3 separate regions of the Sus scrofa genome follow, and all the other regions are linked to region 1. Evidence: chromatin contacts called from public HiChIP or PLAC-seq data. All regions are on one chromosome and are shown on one strand. The core of a region is the stretch at or near the end of the contact, and the rest is flanking DNA. Distances in the headings are between cores, read along the strand shown.

What was found. HiChIP or PLAC-seq counts read pairs in DNA pulled down with a chosen protein or histone mark.
Region 2: an H3K27ac HiChIP or PLAC-seq map of alveolar macrophages shows a contact between it and region 1. The contact joins the promoter of DGUOK here to the promoter of MTHFD2 in region 1. A contact is called at or near these places in 2 of 2 datasets of contacts at active chromatin or transcription factors (alveolar macrophages and skeletal muscle).
Region 3: an H3K27ac HiChIP or PLAC-seq map of alveolar macrophages shows a contact between it and region 1. The contact joins the promoter of STAMBP here to the promoter of MTHFD2 in region 1. A contact is called at or near these places in 1 of 5 promoter capture datasets (fetal liver), 4 of 47 Hi-C or Micro-C datasets (alveolar macrophages, blood, brain and 1 more) and 2 of 2 datasets of contacts at active chromatin or transcription factors (alveolar macrophages and skeletal muscle).

The regions. Positions count from the first base shown.
Region 1 is chr3:68,832,263-68,834,962 of Sscrofa11.1, forward strand. It overlaps MTHFD2 (bifunctional methylenetetrahydrofolate dehydrogenase/cyclohydrolase, mitochondrial), which reads right to left and starts at 1,379. Exons shown (of 8, transcript XM_021087362.1): 1 at 1,222-1,379. The coding sequence starts at 1,322.
Region 2 is chr3:69,090,054-69,092,753 of Sscrofa11.1, forward strand. DGUOK (deoxyguanosine kinase, mitochondrial) reads right to left here and starts at 1,313. Exons shown (of 6, transcript XM_021087369.1): 1 at 1,059-1,313.
Region 3 is chr3:69,186,988-69,189,687 of Sscrofa11.1, forward strand. It overlaps STAMBP (STAM-binding protein), which reads right to left and starts at 1,269. Exons shown (of 10, transcript XM_003125008.4): 1 at 1,158-1,269.

The sequences.
Region 1 (2,700 bases), core at 129-2,628:
GGCAGAGCTGGAAAGGCAGAGCTGGAAAGGCAGGTCAGGGTCAGACTAAGGAAATCTTTGTCCCCTCTGAAGGGGCCAGTCTGAAGTCTTCTCTCAAGAACGCCCCATTTTGGGCTCCAACAGTACCCTGGAAATGTCTCTAACAGCATTTTTACACTGGCTGGAAATTACACACGTGTTGCACCCCTTGACAGGTACGAAGTTCTACTAGGGAAAGAACTGTTTCTACCATCGCTAAATGCTCACAGCCTAGCACAGTGCCTGGATAAAGGGGGCTGCTGTTAAAGGCTTAGGTCTCTGCAGTGCGAAGGCTCAGAAAGAGGGTGCGCAGATTTAGGGAAAGAAACCAGAGCTCCCTCTCCACCACCACGGAGCCCCCTCCCCCCCCAAAAAAAACCCCTAATCTAGGTTTAGAGTGGGACTTTCAAGTCCAGAAAGATCAGGAAACATTTATTACCTCCCTAAGAAAACGCAAATAGGAAAAAAAAAAAAAAAAGAAGAAGAAGAAGAAGAAAAAGAAAGCGCAAATAGGGCTTTCCCTCTTCTCCTTCCGGGTGTTAATCACTTCAGTTTACTCGGCCTGGCACTGACCAACTCGGGGTGGGCTGCAGTCAAAGCCCTGGTGACCACAGCACATTTATTCTCTTGAGAGGTTTAGGGGCAGCTGGAAGCACAGCGCGAACCACACCTACGTTAGGGAAGAGGGGGGGAAGTGCTGGTAGTGGAAAACTCAGGAATTTCATCAGACTGCTCTAACCCCCTCCGCCGCTAGGGTCCCGGGAAGGGACGGCTCGCTGAAGGCTGCTCACTCACAACTCTACTCGGCGCTCACCAAAGCGTCTCCTTGACTTTCCCCAAGACAGCTCCTGACATCCCGGCCAAGGGCAGCCGGCAAGTTCTCGTCAGTGACCTTTGTATGCTCCAAAGTAAAGCGCGGCGCCCCAGAGCCCACCGGCGCTTTGCTCCGCACGGTGGGCCCCGTCCAGCCGGCTTTGAGACTGAGCCGCCCTCCCAAAGGCGGCCTCCAGGTTCCAGCCCGCCCCGCAGAGCGAGCGCCCGGGTGATGGGCTGCGACCACGTTCGGCTGCCACGTCGCCCCGCCACAGCCCTCCCGGTGGCTACCAGCGCCCGGGACGGAGATGCTCGGGAAGGACATCCCTGGGTGGGCCCCGTGCTCGGTTCCCTTCTCAGCGCGCAGACCCAGCTCCCCGACCCTCTTACCGAACTGCCGAGAGGTGGAAGGGGCGATGGCGGAAACTGCAGCTCTGCGCGGGCCGGAGCAGCCGGGTGGCCAAAACAACCAGCGTAGACGCTGCAGCCATGGCCAGCGCTAGAAGCAAAGCGCGCGCAAGCCGCTTGGTTATACCCGACCCGCGTGACAGACCCCACCTCCCGCCGGCACCCATTGGTCCCCTGCCGCCCTCCACTGGCAATCTGTTGGGCCTCTGGAGCTGAAGGAGCCAATGGCCGTCTTCCTTAAACACATTGAAGCCCTGTAAAGCCATGCTTGTGATTGGAGCAAAAAGCTAGGAGCTAGCACTGGAAGGCTCGAAGGCTGGATGGATAGCTTGCCCAGACTGGCTGAGGAAAGCAAGACCCTGCCAAAGGCAGCTGTTGTCACCGAAGTCTGACCAACTAGTTCATTCATTGTTCAAATATTTGAGCGCCTACTATGTGCCAGGCGCTGTAAAGAGTGGATAAAAAGATAGGCAGATGGAATAGCAACTAATAAATGTAGAAGAAGGAAAGAAACATTTAGAAAGTTACTATTTGGCCGAGCTAACTTCACAGCACATATACTAAAATTGGAACGAATAGAGAAGTTTAGTATGTCCCCAGGTTAAGGATGACACGCAAATTCCTGAAGCGGCCCATATTTTTTACTGTATAGCACAGAGAACTATAGTCAGTGTCCTGTAATAAAACATAATGGAAAAGAATATTTCTTAAAAAGAACGTACATATATGTATAACTGAATCACTTTGGTGTACAGCAGAAATTAACACAATATTGTAAGTCAACTATACTTCGATTTTTAAAAAGTACCCTATTTGGTGAAATCACAATAAAATTGATTGAGAATCATCATGGATGTCAAAACAACTCACTGAAATTGGATGAGGAACAAGTTATTTACATATAGTCTTGCCAGATCGTGCAAATAAAAATACAAGATGCCCAATTAAATTTGAGTTCGGGGTAAATTATTTGGGAGGAGGGGGTCATACTTCACTTAAAAAGTATTTATCAGAGTTCCTGTTGTGGATCAGCAGGTTAAGAACCCAACTAGTATCCATGAGGATGCAGATTAAATCCCTGGCCTCGCTCGGTGGGTTAAAAAATCTGGTGTTGCTGCAAGCTTCAACATAGGTCACAGATGCGGCTCTGATCTTGCGCAACTGCAATTCTGATTTGACCCCTAGCCTGGGAACATCTATTCAAGCAGGTGTGGCCCTAAAAAGAAGTATTCTTCAGTTATCTGAAATTAAAATTAAACTGGGCTTCCTGCATTTTTATCTGGCTGGTTGTCTAATTTGCATAGCCTCAAAGTATCTGTCCCACAAAGTATTTTTATTAATAGCAAAGAAAGAATATGGCGTATTTGCACTGGAGAAACCCAGCAGTCATCACCTTAACAAGTGACCAAAATTAACACCACCAGTAATAGGACATACACACATTATGGGCCCTCAGAAATG
Region 2 (2,700 bases), core at 63-2,562, 260 kb after region 1:
AGAGCAGAGATTTTTATTTGTTCTGTTCACTGCTGTGTCCTCAGGGACAAAACCACTGTGGGATTGTAGAAATTGCTCACAGGGCTATTTCTTGAATGCATAAAATGAGAAATTTTCAGTATGCTGCTAGAATGTCTTCAATACTTTACACTTGCTAATCCCTTTTCAGGGCTTAGCAGCTTAATAGGTAAAAGTCTTAAGTTAGAATTTAGTAACATTATATTGAAATGCTTTGCTTTCATTTTATTTAAGATCCAGTGGGTCTCTCACTGGATTGCCAGGTGAAATAAGGACACCCAGTTAAATCTGTATTTTAGTTTTTCTTTTCTTTTTTTTTAAGTGTATGTCCCAAATATTGCATGGGACACATACTAAAACATTATTCGTTATCTGAAACACTATTTTCAATGGGCATTCTTTTTTTCTCCCCTAAATCTGGCAATCTTATTATTACTATTATTATTATTTGTCTTTTTTTTTTTTTTTGCCTTTTCTAGGGCCGCACCTGCAGCATACGGAGTTTCCCAGGCTAGGGGTCTAATCGGAGCGGTAGCGGCCGGCCTACACCAGAGCCACAGCAACGCGGGATACGAGCCGCGTCTTCGACCTACACCACAGCTTATGAAAACGCCGGATCCCCAACCCACTGAGCGAGGCCAGGGATTGAACCCGCAACCTCATGGTTCCAAGTCGGATTCCTTAACAACTGAGCCACAACGGGAACTCCTAGCAACCTTATCTTAGGGGAAAAAAAAGAACTTGCACCCTGCTCCTTATTTCTATTTTGTTCTATCAAAACAAGCTAACTCTTGTCCTATCTGTGGACTGCGTGGCTTCTATGCCCCAATAAACGTGTCTCTGTGGGAGAGAACTGAGGCTTGACGCCTGAAAAATCAGAGTCAAAGGCCCAGAGTGCACTTAAGGGGAAAAGGCCTGGCAGCTCAGTCCGGCCACATCAGTCGGGGAGGGAGGGGGTTGCAAGCCCAGCTCCCTTTTGCAGCCTCTCAAGCACCTGCTCTGCGGAGGCCGAGGCTTGGCAGCTACTTTCTGGCCCTTACCAATGTTGCCTTCGATGGAGAGCCTTCGGGGCCCGCGCCCCGCGTGCAGACCCCTGGAGGGGGGCCCGCCCTTGACTGGGCTCTGAGCCATGGATTTGGAGGATGATCGCAGCAGCCTTAGATAGAGCCGAAGCGCGGTCATCACACCCACGATTCACGCAGCGATCACTTCCGCCGAGAGCCGTTCCGCCCCCGGTAGCGCAGTACACGCACTCCGGCGCGCCTTCTACGTCAGGCGATCGCCAGGCAGGAAGTGGGTGGGGTTGAGAGGACTGGAGGGGAGGGGCCAAAGGGAAGCTCTGTTCTCGCGATGTTCGTGGGAGGGTGTAACGAAAAGGAAGACGCCTGATGTAGGCAACGGGGAAGATTGCTGATGAGAGGTGCTGCTGTAGGATTTGCACCTTCTTTTTTGTTCACTGGACAAATAGCACTTAAAAAGAGACATAAATTAACGGTCTCAGCGCCTTTGCCTTTTTGTATCACTGTAACATAAATTTCACAACTGAAGACAAAAATAATTGTAATTTTAAGCGACTCCCCCACCCCCCGCCCCCACGTTGTCTGGTTTTTATTCTGACACAGGAAGAAGTTGGACGGTTTTCAGTAGGAAGAAGATGCAACCTGAAGATTTACACAAATTAACGTTTTCCCATGCCCTGTTAATTCGTGGCATAATGCTGGCACCTTTTTGAATACGTTAAATTCATCAACTACACCCCACCTCTTATTTTGCTTCTTGAATGGATAAACAAACTTTTGCCCCATCAATTTGCATAGTAGCCAAATATTCTGTAAGGATAAAGAGGGTGGAAGCTCAGGGACGCGTGTGGAACTCGTTTAAACCAGATAAACTGGGTTCTGTGGGCGTGAGCAATGGCGGAGGCGAGGTGGCTGGTGGGGATTCAGAATGGGATTTGTAAAAGCTTGGGAAAAGCCAGGATAAAGAGAGACTTTCTAATGCATAAATGTATAAAACTGGAATCCAGCAGTCGGTGGAGAATTGTGTTTTGCAGAAGGACAGGGACAATTCTGAGCTGCTGCCACCGGATGAGGCCCTAACAGGCTTTGTCCTGCCACACCCCATGGATGTAACGACTTTAGAACTAAGGATTTATGAAATGTTGTCAAATGATGCCTCCACCTTCCACAAGAGTCAAACCGGGAGGCAACAGGCAAACCAGCATTCTGGCAGCAATCTTAGATGAGGGAGGTTTTAGGAAACCATTCTGTTTGCCAGAATCAGTAGGGCGGGGCCAGTGACTGGGACAACTGTTTGCAAATCTGGCACAGGAATTTTTTCCTATATTAATGTTTATATGGGATGGCTGAAATGACATTAGTATACTATATTCCCATACAATCTAATTAAAAATAGAGTGTACATTTTATTCAGGATAGCCTGGGTGGGTCGCAGGCAGCTAAAGTCTATCCCATCCCCCACTCCCACTCCCACAGCTACTTCTGTGTAAGAATACTGCTTACCTTTCTTTCCTTTCCTTTCCTTTTTGTTTTTTTTCTTTCTGAGCCACAGCCACGGCATAGGGAAGTTCCTGGGTCAGGGGTCAGGAATTGAGTCCGGGCTGGAGCTGCAATCTACACCACAGCTTGTGGCAACGCTGGATCCTTAACCCATTGAGCAAGG
Region 3 (2,700 bases), core at 19-2,518, 350 kb after region 1:
GAAAAAAAAAAAAACACAACACAACAAAACACCACCTGGGACTCATACTGCAGTAATCTACAATCTTTCTCTCTCTTTTTTTGGCCAGGCCCAGGGCATGCAAAAGTTCCTAGGCCAGGAAACGAACCTGTGCCACAGCAGTGACCCAAGCCACAACAGTGACAACACCAGATCCTTAAGCCACTGAGCCACCAAGGAACCCCTCTAGAATCTTTCTGGATATTGCTACTGCTAGAATCAGATTCTAACTTCCAACCTTACATACTGAATTACAGCACACCCTAACCAGCATGTTCTAGAATATACACAAGCTACCACAGGTTTTGAAATTCAAGACCCTGTGTCAAATGGCCCATTTTTTCCTTTGAATCTTAAACCTTACTCATTCCCCACAGAGATCTTTTGCTTCAGTCATGATTCATATCTGCCTAGAAACCTTTACATTTCAGTTTCATTTGTCTATACACTGTTGTTGTTTTCCACTCCAACCCCTCCCTAAGAGATAGTTTTCTCCAGGCCAATTCTATCTCTAAGTGACACTTTCTCCACCAAGCTGCTGCTTCTCATACACCCCCATAGTACAAAAGCTGTGGGGACTACCAGGGATGTAGAGGCATTCTGTCTCCTGTAAGGAGCCTTTTTAAGGGCTCAGAAAGCCACTAGCAAATCTAAAACCTCCCCCAGTTGTCTAATTAGTAAATTCAGGGCAAAGCCCATCAAAGCTATCTGAAACAGAGGAAGCTCGTTGCTCTTCCCTGTCTCTCTGTAGAGGATATTTTTGTCGCGAATGGAATCCACTCCCGAGACCAGCAGGTGGTGCCCAGTACTACAGAGCTGAGCAATACTCCAGAGAGGTGGTGCCGTAAAGGACCAAGGGGTAAACATGAGAAGGAAAAAGGAAGCAGCGGGAAGAGCGATGGGGGCGTATACAGCGGAGAGGGACCTCTTGACAACAGCATAAGGGCCCATGAGGTAGGCGGGGGCGCGCTGGGCCCGACTGGGCACCGGAGCCGTCAGGGAACTCGCGCGCAGAGGGCTGGGCAGGCGGTGCGGGGAGGAGTGGGCTGCAGGTCCCACACTCACGGCCGCCACTCCGCGTCACTGTCAGACCACGCTCAGCACCCAAGCCCCACCACATTCCCGGGACCCTTCCCCACCTGTCCCCGCGAATGACTCTCGGAGCTTCCGTAAACGTCACATCCGGCCCCCGCCCCGCCCCCTCCAACTGGGCTATCAGTTAAACTCCCAAGAACTTAGGACCCGGGGCAGTGTCTGGGGGCGGGGTTAGAGCTGTCACCTGCGGAAAAAAACCCACCAATGAGAAGAGAGCTGGGGGGAGGCCATTTTGGTAAAGGAAAATCAGCGCGGAAGGAGTGGGAAACAAATAAAGGACCCAGCTAACTTTTGTTTTTAGATTAATACGAACACCGTAAATGGACCGATGCATTCCCTCCGAGTGAAAAGCTACACGAGTTGTAATGCAACATATCTTAAACAAGCTTAGAAAGTATGGAATCAAATAAAATCTATTACATAAAGCATACATTTTTTGGAATTAGAGTCTGGTCACTCAGGTTTACCCCATGCCTTCACGTCCTTCATATTTGTGAGGTGTGTTAAATGCTTATGTCAATTCTGAAAGCTACCTTGTCCCAGTTCTTTGGAGAAAACTGTACAAACTCTATTAAAACTGATTGCAAGTTGACCCCTATCACTATCAGCCTGTCCATGCCCTATATCTTCTACTAGGTGTGTCTGAATGAATGTCATTGGAAAATCAGGAGATGAGCTGTGTTTTTACTTTTATTTTTATAGCTAAATACATATCCTCGGGTCTTCTCTGTGTGGAAATTTGCTCTCTGTGAATTTTCCTTCACTTATTTTTAGAAATTACTCAATTCTCAGCTCGATTTCACCTTAGTTTTGTTCATTGCCACATTCAGAAACTTAGTGTCCAGAGAAACCTTTGTGGCCAGAGAGGCCGCAGTGGACTCCTTGGCTGTTAAGGTCCATCTTGGCTGTTGGCAAGGTTTTCAGAGGAAGAGTAATTCGGTAGATGAGCAGTCATTCTAGCGGTTTCCACTAGTAGAATCTAAAAGTAAATTTCAGACTTCTCTTTTGGCGCCCTGGGTTAAGGATCCATCACTATCTCTCCAGAAGCTTGATTCGATCCCTGGCCCATGAACTTCCACATTCCATAGGCAGCGAAAGATAAGTTTTTAAAAGTAAATTTCATTTTGGGGGGAGGGAGTGGGATGGACTGGAAATTTGGGGTTAGTAGATGCAAACTATTGCATTTGGAGTGGATAAGCAATGAGATCCTGCTGTATAGCACAGGGAACTATATCTAATCACTTGTGATGGAATACGATGAAGGATAACGTGAGAAAAAGATGGTGTATATACGTGTGTGTATAGCTGGGTCACTTTGCTGTACAGTAGAAATTGATTGAACATTGTAAATCAACTATAATAGAAAAAATTAAAATCTTATCAAAAAAGTAAATTTCATTGTGTAAACTTTTTTTTTTTTTTTTTTTTTTTTTGTCTTTTTGCCTTTTCTAGGGCCGCTCCCGCGGCATATGGAGGTTCCCAGGCTAGGGGGTCTAATCGGAGCTGTAGCCACCGGCCTACGCCAGAACCACAGCAACGCGGGATCCGAGCCGCGTCTGCGACCCACACCACAGCTCACAGCAACGC